2 separate regions of the Anser cygnoides genome follow, and region 2 is linked to region 1. The links are chromatin contacts, called in public Hi-C maps. All regions are on one chromosome and are shown on one strand. Each heading gives the region's core, a stretch centred on a gene start, on an enhancer-like site or on the middle of the called end of the contact. The rest is flanking DNA. Distances are from core to core; before and after follow the strand shown.

What was found. Hi-C and Micro-C count contacts between places; a contact is called where the count stands out from the background.
Region 2: a contact with region 1 is called in a Hi-C map of liver, with 3 times the contacts expected there. The contact joins the promoter of NR0B1 here to the promoter of GK in region 1. A contact is called at or near these places in 2 of 7 Hi-C or Micro-C datasets (both in liver).

What each region holds. Positions count from the first base shown.
Region 1 is chr1:124,110,744-124,115,365 of Taihu_goose_T2T_genome, reverse strand. It overlaps GK (glycerol kinase), which reads left to right and starts at 3,371. Exons shown (of 21, transcript XM_048081238.2): 1 at 3,371-3,581. The coding sequence starts at 3,504.
Region 2 is chr1:124,251,425-124,256,274 of Taihu_goose_T2T_genome, reverse strand. It overlaps NR0B1 (nuclear receptor subfamily 0 group B member 1), which reads right to left and starts at 2,166. Exons shown (of 2, transcript XM_013192667.3): 1 at 1,340-2,166; 2 at 1-269. The coding sequence starts at 1,943. The coding sequence ends at 25.

The DNA.
Region 1 (4,622 bases), core at 2,122-4,621:
ATCTCAAATTTAATGCTTCTCCTCGATGCAGTGTCCATTCTCCCTCAGGAGTTAATTTTGCAGTAAGCAGCCATAATTTCTGTATGGAAGCTAGAAGACCAAGCACCTCAGAGTTAAGGATTTTGAGGCATGGAGTAGCTACTATACCAGTAATGAATATTTATATTTCTCTGAATTATTCATTTTAATTCCCAAGAATGTTTACTTTTATCTATATGAAAATTGTGTTTTTTTTTCTTTTTTCTGATTTTTCCGTTTTGAAAAACTACTTTTCAAAGTGGCATTCATTGTAAATTCAAGTATGAATTTACTTCATCCAACTGTTGCTTTTGTCCACATGAGAGACAGTAACTGCAACAATGATTGCTCAGGGTCTGAAGAGTGAGAGAGTGATTCTAAATATAAAATGTCATTCAGGGAAAACTATTGTTTAATATCAGGTCAGAAGTAAAATGCATCCTGCAAGACATCTATTGCATCACAACAGTCATGGCTTCACAATTAAACTGTTCTTGCCAAATGGTGACAGAGCACTGTGGACACCTTCCAAAATAAGCCTAGGATAGAGAACAGAGTTGCTTGTTCTAATCAGCTTCCTCTATATCCGTGGAAAGGCTCCCTGTATACGAGTGCTGCAAACCACGTACGTAAATGCGAGGGCACCAGCAACCAAGGTCATGATCTATTTGTGTTTGCTCCTTGGGGTGGCATGAGAGACTGAATGTATTCAAACGTGCAAGCATCTGCAATCTCACATGTATCATTCATGCTCCCAGTAGGCAAAAGGGTACATGCAACAGCGTAACTCATGATCCTGGCACGCTTCACACTTTATGTGTACACCTGCTGTAGGCCAATTCCAAATATTTCCCTTCAGCTCTTCCTACAGGAACACAAAGATCAGACATCAGTAAGGCACATGAGGATTCAGCCAGCCGAGCTCTCTGTCACTAACAGGCGAAATGGAAAGACATGTGGATGTCTGGCATCCACTCTTTAATTCACACAGTATCACATGCTTGGAGTAGCCTGACACGGTCACATTTTGTCCTCAACTTGAGGTCAATAAAGAAGAATCAGCCAGAAAGAGCAGAATGTAATTACCAACACCCCTCCATCATTCTGCTGATACTGAAAAAAAAAAAAAAAAAAAGGTGGGTGGGGAGGGGAAGGTGTTATTAGCTATTGAAAACAGTTCTTTAGGAAACAAATTACTTGTCTTGGAAAAATGTATTGTAAATATTTATGTGCTTAATGAATGTGCATCAAATATGTTCGTTACCTGAAAATATCCAAAACCACCAGTGGGGTTATACATACTCAGAAGTGGAGAAACACAGATATTCATGCTCCTTCAGGCACACTGCTTCCATTACCAAGCTAATTCCTTTAACAATATCTGAGCTGCATGCAGCCTTGCACCATCTCACCGCAGAGGTATGGCCGCAGCTCCACCCTTCCTTCCTCTGCAAACAGCTTCCTTGGAACTGTGCCCACTATCTGTACTGACAGGTCTGCAAAGAGCAACTTTCAACTATAAAGCAATAAATACCACAGGGAAAGAAAAATAGAAGTGTTCAAACACCAAATAAAAACATTGAAGGATAAAGAGTACGCTGTTCTATTGAATATTCATATTATACTATTCTGTTGAATGAGCTAGGAAGACTAGCTAAGTTGTTCTCCATGACACTCTGTTTACTAGAGTCTGCCAGAATTCTCTGTCTGTCTTAATCAAGAGTCTGCTGCAGGGTAAAGAAACAGCACAGGTTATCATTGCCATCTCTCCTTTCCCAGGTGTGTGAAAATACAGAGACACTGCTAAAGAATACCCAAGAAAATGGTAGATTTGCACATCCTAGGAAATTGCTGTAACTCAGTGATCTCTATAAATTGTATATAGGTGCAGTAGTGTTTCATGTTTTGCATAAATATCAGTCATGATATTACTTCCTCCTTTTCTGGATCCTGAGAGACCTCAACTTTTGCTGAAAATAGTTATGTCTTACCTCGAGCTAAAATTTAGGTTCAAAACATCATATGGCAGGTTTTAAAAGAAGCAAAAGAAAATACAAAAATCATACTAATTATACTGATGAATTTAGACTTCAATAAGATCTTCTGAGATTAATTCCCTGAGCTGTTAGTCTGTATGAAGATGGTGTAGCCCTGCATAAACTTTTTAAAGTCAGCTGTGGTTACTGCCCATGGCTGTAGCGTAGAGGTTGCCTGCAGTGTAGGTTGTGAGAGTTGACAGGTGGAGAATTTGGAGGGTTCTCCTGCACAGCCAGAGAGGATTGTTGTCACCTCCTTGCACCACCTGCCTCTGGTCATTCTCTATGGGCTGCAGAATCAAAGTCTCAGAGCTAAGTAATCTCTGAACTGTAGCTGACATTTTAAGAAGAAATACCAGTCGTGGTTAAAACATTTTAGGGTAACAGAGAATCTTTCATAATATTTAGTAAGCGGTTCCAGTGCTTTCTTACTCCAACTCTTAAAAACACGCAACTTCTTACTAAAACTGTTATCTGTCTCATTCCAGATTTTGTAATTACAGGCTGTAACTAAGTCATTTGCTATCTATTATACATTAGTAAAGAGCCTTAGCATCCATGCCAAGGTGCCCCAATGGCAACAGACACAAAAAAAATGGTACGCTGGAGGCACTGGATCAGATGTCACACCAAATACTACCAAGCAGCAGCAATCTGATTGCGTCTGACCATATTCTGACAAAATACCTCAACTTTGGACAACTACCACCAACGGGAAACAAAGACAAATCTATTTAATTGGAGCCGGCGGAGGACAATTTACCGCAACATTTCACTAGTTAACTTCTCACATGCTTTAGTCAGCATTATTAGCTTTTGCAACTCGATCACGGGTCTTGCAACACCAGCGGTTTTTCTTGAAGCACTAGTTGCCTCCACGTAGGAAGGCCGGAGGACCAAGATCATGGGGTTTTGTTTTGTTTTGTTTTTTGAAGTCAGTATTTCTGCTGGATGCAGAGACCAGCTTTGCGAAGCGACACCGGCCCCGTTGCGGCCGACGTTTCACAGGTGGCTGCCTCAGGCCGGGTGGCTGCCTCACAAGCCCTCGGAGCTGCCCGGTACCGGACAGAAACGGGCTTGGAGAGGGACACGGAGCCGCCCCGGGCTCCCCTCAGGAGCCGCCTCAGCCTTCCCGCGCCGCCAACGGCTGCCCTCGCGCCGCCAACAGCCACCGGCGGCCCCCCCCGCACCGCCCGTCACGCGCCCCCCGCCCCCGCCGCGCCCCGGGCGCCGATTGGCTGCGGGCTCGTGACGCGCGCGGCAGCGCCCCCCGCTGGCCCCGCCCCCTGGCGGCCCCGCCCCGCCCGCCGGCTTCACTCGGTGGCCACGCGCCGCGGGCGGCCGGGCAGCGCGAGCGCGGCCGTTGGCGCCTCTGCCCGCTCCGCGGCCGTTGCAAGGCGGGGACGGGCGGCGGCCGCCGTTGGCCGTTAGCCGGGGGGGGGCCCCCTCATGGCCGCGTCGGACCGCGTGGCGCTGGGGCCGCTGGTGGGCTCCATCGATCAGGGCACCAGCTCCAGCCGCTTCCTGGTGAGCACGCCGCGGGGATCGCGCGGGGAGGGGGCCGGGGCGGGGACGCTGCTGCGGGTCCCCTCCCGGCCTCCCTTCGCCCTTGGGGAAGGGCAGCGCCGCCCTGCCCCGGCTGCCGCCCCCGCAGGAGGACGAGGAGGGGCGGGGGGGCGCTGAGGGCCCCCCTGGCCTGCTGCATGCGGGAGGATGGAGGTCCCTCCGGGCGGCCGCGGGGCGATAACGTGTATAAAAGCCCCACCGGCCGGGCTCCAGACCGCTGTGGTGGCCTCCTGGGGCGGCTGCTGCAGTTCCGGTCTCGGTGTCGGCGCGTCCCGGCGTTCAGGTGGCTGAGCTCGCCCACCCTGCGGAAGGTGGGCCCGGCTGAGCACCGGGGGAGGACGGGCTTGTCTAAGGATGGGGCGGTTAATGACAGCCCTCTAGGCTAAGGCTCTAGTCATTTCCATATTATGCAATAGACAGTAACTAATGTCATTACTATCTACCTAACTTACTAGATCAGCTTCCTGCTTGCAAATCTCTGTGCATGCTGTCCTGTCTCCTAGTCAATAAGTCGTAGCAATTTGACATAGGCCCCGGTGATAGCTTCTGTTCTGGAACCGACATAGAGGTAGCAACCAGATAGGGAATGTTGTCAAATGTGCACAGTACTGAACTGGGAAGATGAATGAGATATGCTTCCCCCATGTGGAATTTTCTTTCACGAAGCAGGAGACCGAGTATCTTGACCTGTGTTACCGTTATTTCTCAATATCACGACCTTCATGGGATTGTCAAATGACAAAGCAGAGATCTAGGGGTGGAGAGAAACTCCAAACTGACAAATGACACCAGCGGGCTATCTGGAATGCCAGTCAGGAGCCCTTTTCAAAAAAATAATTGGAAAAGTTCCCTGTAATGCCTGAAAATAAATTCTGTCTGCTCTACACATGCAGCTGAGTTAACTCTTTTTCTTAGCCTACAAGGCTAACACTAGTAGAACTGAAAGTGACACTTTGAACTTTATACTCAAGATCTTTTTATGAATACAAGTTCTGCTAAAAA
Region 2 (4,850 bases), core at 917-3,416, 140 kb before region 1:
TTATTTTCATTATTTTACACACCTTTATAATTTTGCACAAAGCATTTCCAAAAGCATGTCATCCATGTTCACTGCTCCAATAATGGGCCTGAAGAATAGTTCAGCTATCACATTAGCATTAATAGATCTTAACAAGGATAGAACAACATTCAGCTTGGCAAATCTGGCTTCATCACCTCTGTGAATGAGTCTGACATGTTCATTTAGAGCTTGTTGTGCTTCCCTCTGCAGTCCTTCAATATACTGTGTACACTGCAGTCCAGGTAAATCTGAAAAGAAAAATAAATTATTTTGTTTACATAAGTTTCATCTACAAAACATTCAGCTTACAGATTATATTTATCACACAAAGAATGAAACAAATGAAATTGCTAGAGGACTTCTTGCATGCCGATTCAATGAGCCAAATTTTATAGTGTAGCTCAAAATCTTATCATGCTGGTGGTTCAGGACAATCAATACTCTTTGCTATTCAAAAGTGAACTGCAATATTTGCCAAATTCATTTAAATGTTAAAAAGAATTAGCTGATAACAGAAACTTTCACTGAAGAATGCTGTACAAAATGCCTTTGCAGTGACAAGTACAATCTGTAAATAGCTGAGATAATAAAAAATATATATATTAAAAAAAATTGTTTAATAACTTGTTCACTTCTACAAAAGGCATTACTCTGGTAAGGCATCTTTTGACAACAGTTTCTAAGTAGCTCCAGATAACAAGTGGCAACAAGTATTAACTCCAATACATGATAGAAAGTTTCCGAGTGAACTACACTGAGGGTATTGAGGGAGTGGGAGTAGAGGGATTTTGCTTTTCGGTGCAACAGTGTGAAGGCAGAAGTGCTAAATACAACTTGGTACAGCCATAGTTAGGAAGTGCCACATCCAGCTACCTTCCAGGTAAGTAACTGACATGGTAACCACTTGGTAGAGCTGTTGGAAGTCTTTAGGAGGAGAAACGATGGATGAAAATAAAAAGAAAGAACAGTAATGCAACGCAAAGCCAAACAAGCACTCCCCTGCCGTGGCACACCTGAGAGCCTGAGGTTTGCCCCGCTTTGTCCCCGCTGTGCGGGTGCCGAGCTGTCCGGAGGGGCCGCTGAGCCCCGCCGGCCGGACAGACGGACAGACGGACAGACGGACAGACGGACAGACGGAGCCCCAGGGCGGCTCCAAGCAGGCGGGGAGCGGCGGCTGCCTCCCGGCTTTTCCCGGGCCACTGCCGCGGGCTGGGCATGTTTCATTCCTGGGACAGCGGCCGCGGCCCCACCCCTGGGGGAACTGCGCCCCGCGCCCCTTCTCCGCCACCTCCCTCGGGGGACCCCCGCGGGCACTCACCCGGGTTGAAGAGCACGGTGCCCTTGAGGTACGCGTACTCCTTGGTGCTGATGTCCAGGCTCCAGCACTTGGCCAGGAAGCCCTCGATGGCCTGGATGTCGCCGGCCGACGGCGGGTGCGGCCGCCCCGGCGCCGGTCCCCGAGGCGGGGTGTGCTCGCCCTGCCGCCGGTTGGTGAGGATCCTCTGCAGCATGCTGGGCTCGGCGCTCTCCACCGTCTCGAAGTGCACCCGGTCCTGCGCCAGCCCCAGCACCAGCAGGGGCGCCCAGCAGCTGCGGACCAAGACGAGCTGCTCTTCCAGGGGCAGCTCCTGGAAGCAGGGCACGTTCTGCACGAAGCGCAGCGTCTTCACCAGCACGGCCGAGGCCGCCTTGCACGCCACCTGCGGGCTCTTCAGGGCCACCCGCCGCTGCGAGCCGCACGAACAGCCGCCGCACGCCGCCACCCGCCTCGCCACCGGCACCGGACCCTGCCTCGGACCCTGGCCCGGCGGCGGCTGCCGCCTCTCCGCCTCCGCCTGCTCCTGGCTCTTGAGGATGTTGTAGAGGATGCTGCTGTGCCGCCGGCTGCCCGCGCAGCAGCGGCAGCGCTCCACGCACGCCATGGCACCCGGGGCCGGGGCCGGGGCCGGGGCCGGGGCTGAGCCGCCCGGGAGGAGGCTGCTCGGGGCGGTCGCGGTCCCCGCCGCCTACGACCGACGGGAGAGGCGCACTGCTCGCCCTCTGCCCGGCTCTTAACTTATTTATAGCCGGCGGCTGGGTGTGCGTGTGTGAGTGCGTGTGTGTGTGTGGTGTGTGTGCAGCCGCTGTGCCCGCGGTTCAAAGGGGCAGACACTCTTTACTGGCTGGAAAAGAGAGAGAGGAGGGAAAAATTAGAAAAGAAAAAAAAAAAAAAAGGAAAAAAAGAAAGCCCTCCTCCTCCTCCCCCCTTTCCCGAGGCAGCGATGCCTAGAGGGAGTCGGCGAGCCGCCCGCCCCTGCCGTCAGGCTCCGAGGTGGTGAGAGGCGACCCCGCACGTCGCGAAATGGCGGCCGGCCCCGCGGGCTGGGGTTGGGGGGGGACACAGACTAACACCTGGGCCGGAACCAGGCGACATCGCCAGCGGTACAAAGGGCTTATTGCCTCTGCTGCCCCCTCGGCTTCATTAACGCCTTAATGCTGCCGTGGGGAAGGGAGGCGGACATGGTCCCCACAGTGTGGGGTTGGGGTCCTGGTGAGGCTCTGACAGGGGTCCCCGGGGTTGCTGCCTCTGCTGCATGAGATCCTGCATTGAAACTATGTGGATCTCCCGTGAAACCATCCCCCGCGAATAATTCCCTTCCTCTGCTTCGCAGTGCTGCTGTGCATGGCCCATCTTTATGAGGTCCTGATGTTTACATTCTACCTATCCGTTTAAAACGTTTCAATTTTCCCTACAGGCTTGTCATGTCCTGAAGTGAGTATTGCCTCCTCATCTTAGATCTCCACTTCTCTGAGACCCATCTCGTCAGTGTGACATATGGACTCCAAAACAAGAAAATAACTATACCAGGCCTTGATGTTTACACAGGAGGGATAGAGGAACAGTGAATGTCAAAATGTGGTTTTACTCTTGAATGAAAAACTCATTTACTTTCTTAGTTGGACTAACTAAAACTGGGTGCAGCAGAGAACAGTACTTACTCAATACAGTAAGTAAAGAGTTACTTCTTTGTGCCTATATGGGCCAAACCAGAAACATTTTATGCTTTCTGTCAACTAGAAGAACCTTGGCACAGTTTTAGTGAAAGTAGCCAGTTTTCAGCAGCCTTCTGTACCTGCTCCATCAATATCTGCTACCAAGGGATGTTTAAATCAATTCTGGACAAACTTCTTTTCTTTCAATAAAAATTCATAGTTTTTTAAGCAAATACCACTAACAGCTTTGGGCTTCTTAGGAACATAGAAAGTTTAGGCCAGATCTCAGCAATTTCTTTTCCCTATGAAGCTAGTCCTTCTATATCAGCTTACATTGTTATATAGCCATTTCTCTCTTAAGTATTCCTTCACAATTGGAGTCAAAAGGGATATTCTTTACAAAAAAGCACAAAAGGTATATGTGTAATATAAAGCACTGGAGGGTTATTTGCCTTAAGTACACCTTGTTTTCCAAATTCAGATTGTCCAAAATCCTAATTATAATTATCTTTGGTTTTACCTGTAAAATGCATCATATAATTTGTTTGTTTTATTAAAATATTTTTATTAACTTTCCTGGTGTCTCTTAAGCAGTCTTACAGTTTACTAATGCAGGGCTTTCAGATCTTTGTCTAAGGACTCTATCGTTTTTTTTCCACAGACTCAAATATGATAAAGTCTTTTATTGTCTTTGCAGTGGTGGAGAATTGTTACATTGCACCAATGCACTGATATCTACAGTTTGCAGACAGCTGAGTTTTGTCCCTGCAGCAAAAAGCAATCTTTCACTGAACATTCTTGAAGAAAAAAAAAATGCTTAGAGTTCAAAAATAAATAAACAAACAAATAAAACTTAAATGTTATGAAGTTTGTCATTCGAATAATATCATTGGTAACTGGAAAATACTTGTCTAATCATGTAGTATATTTTCCTGCCATTCACAAGTGTTTTATGGTACATAAATCAGTGTTTTCTCTACATTGCTATGTTAGATTTTTTTCCTTTCTAGCCTTTTTCCTTCCTTTTTTTTTTCTTTCACTAACTTCCAAGAGAAAACTTGCCACGTTTCAGAAAATGAGCATCCCTAAGCTTTTAGTTGACTTCAGTAGCACTTCTCCCATGAGGTACGTATTATTGGACTGACTGTGGAATCCAATTATGTTTTTTACTAGATTGCAATTTAGAAGGTATCTGTGGGAAAGTATGGTACAGCTGAGATTCAAAGCATTGCCTTTACAGTTTCAAACTTAGACCAGTAGTGGGAACATTCTGTTTATGGGAGGATGCTGCTTGCACCGGGCCATATGTAACTTTTATAGTGAGTCTATAATAGAAATTTTTCCTGATGTAGCAATGTGGATTGCAGGTATTTAATTTTTCAAGACATTTCTCTTTCAAACAAGTCTCAAATGTAGATACAACTCTACTGTCATACAATGACTTTGCTGGCACTTCATTTTTTAAACCAACATATGCAAAAAGGTTTTTTCTTTGATAACTACATCAATATGGGTATCCCATGCTGTAACTGAAACTTGATTTATTATTAAGTGCTAGAAATTGCATTAGTATAGTCAAAAGTGTACCTCTTTCTCTCATAAGTACATTTATGCATTAATTTCTTTCTTTCTAACTCTTAATGTATCAATATACATGGCATTTTATTCAGGGCAGAGCATGTCTTTCCCAATTAAAACATCAAAATGCCCTAGACATATTTAGTAATGTTTCTTAATGCCCTAGACATATTTAGTAATGTTTCTTATGTTGACATTTAGTGATTTGAATAGTCTTTGTTTTTGTGTCGGAGTTTTGCCTATCTAAAGCATTCAAGCTAAACAAAAGGCTGCAAAGC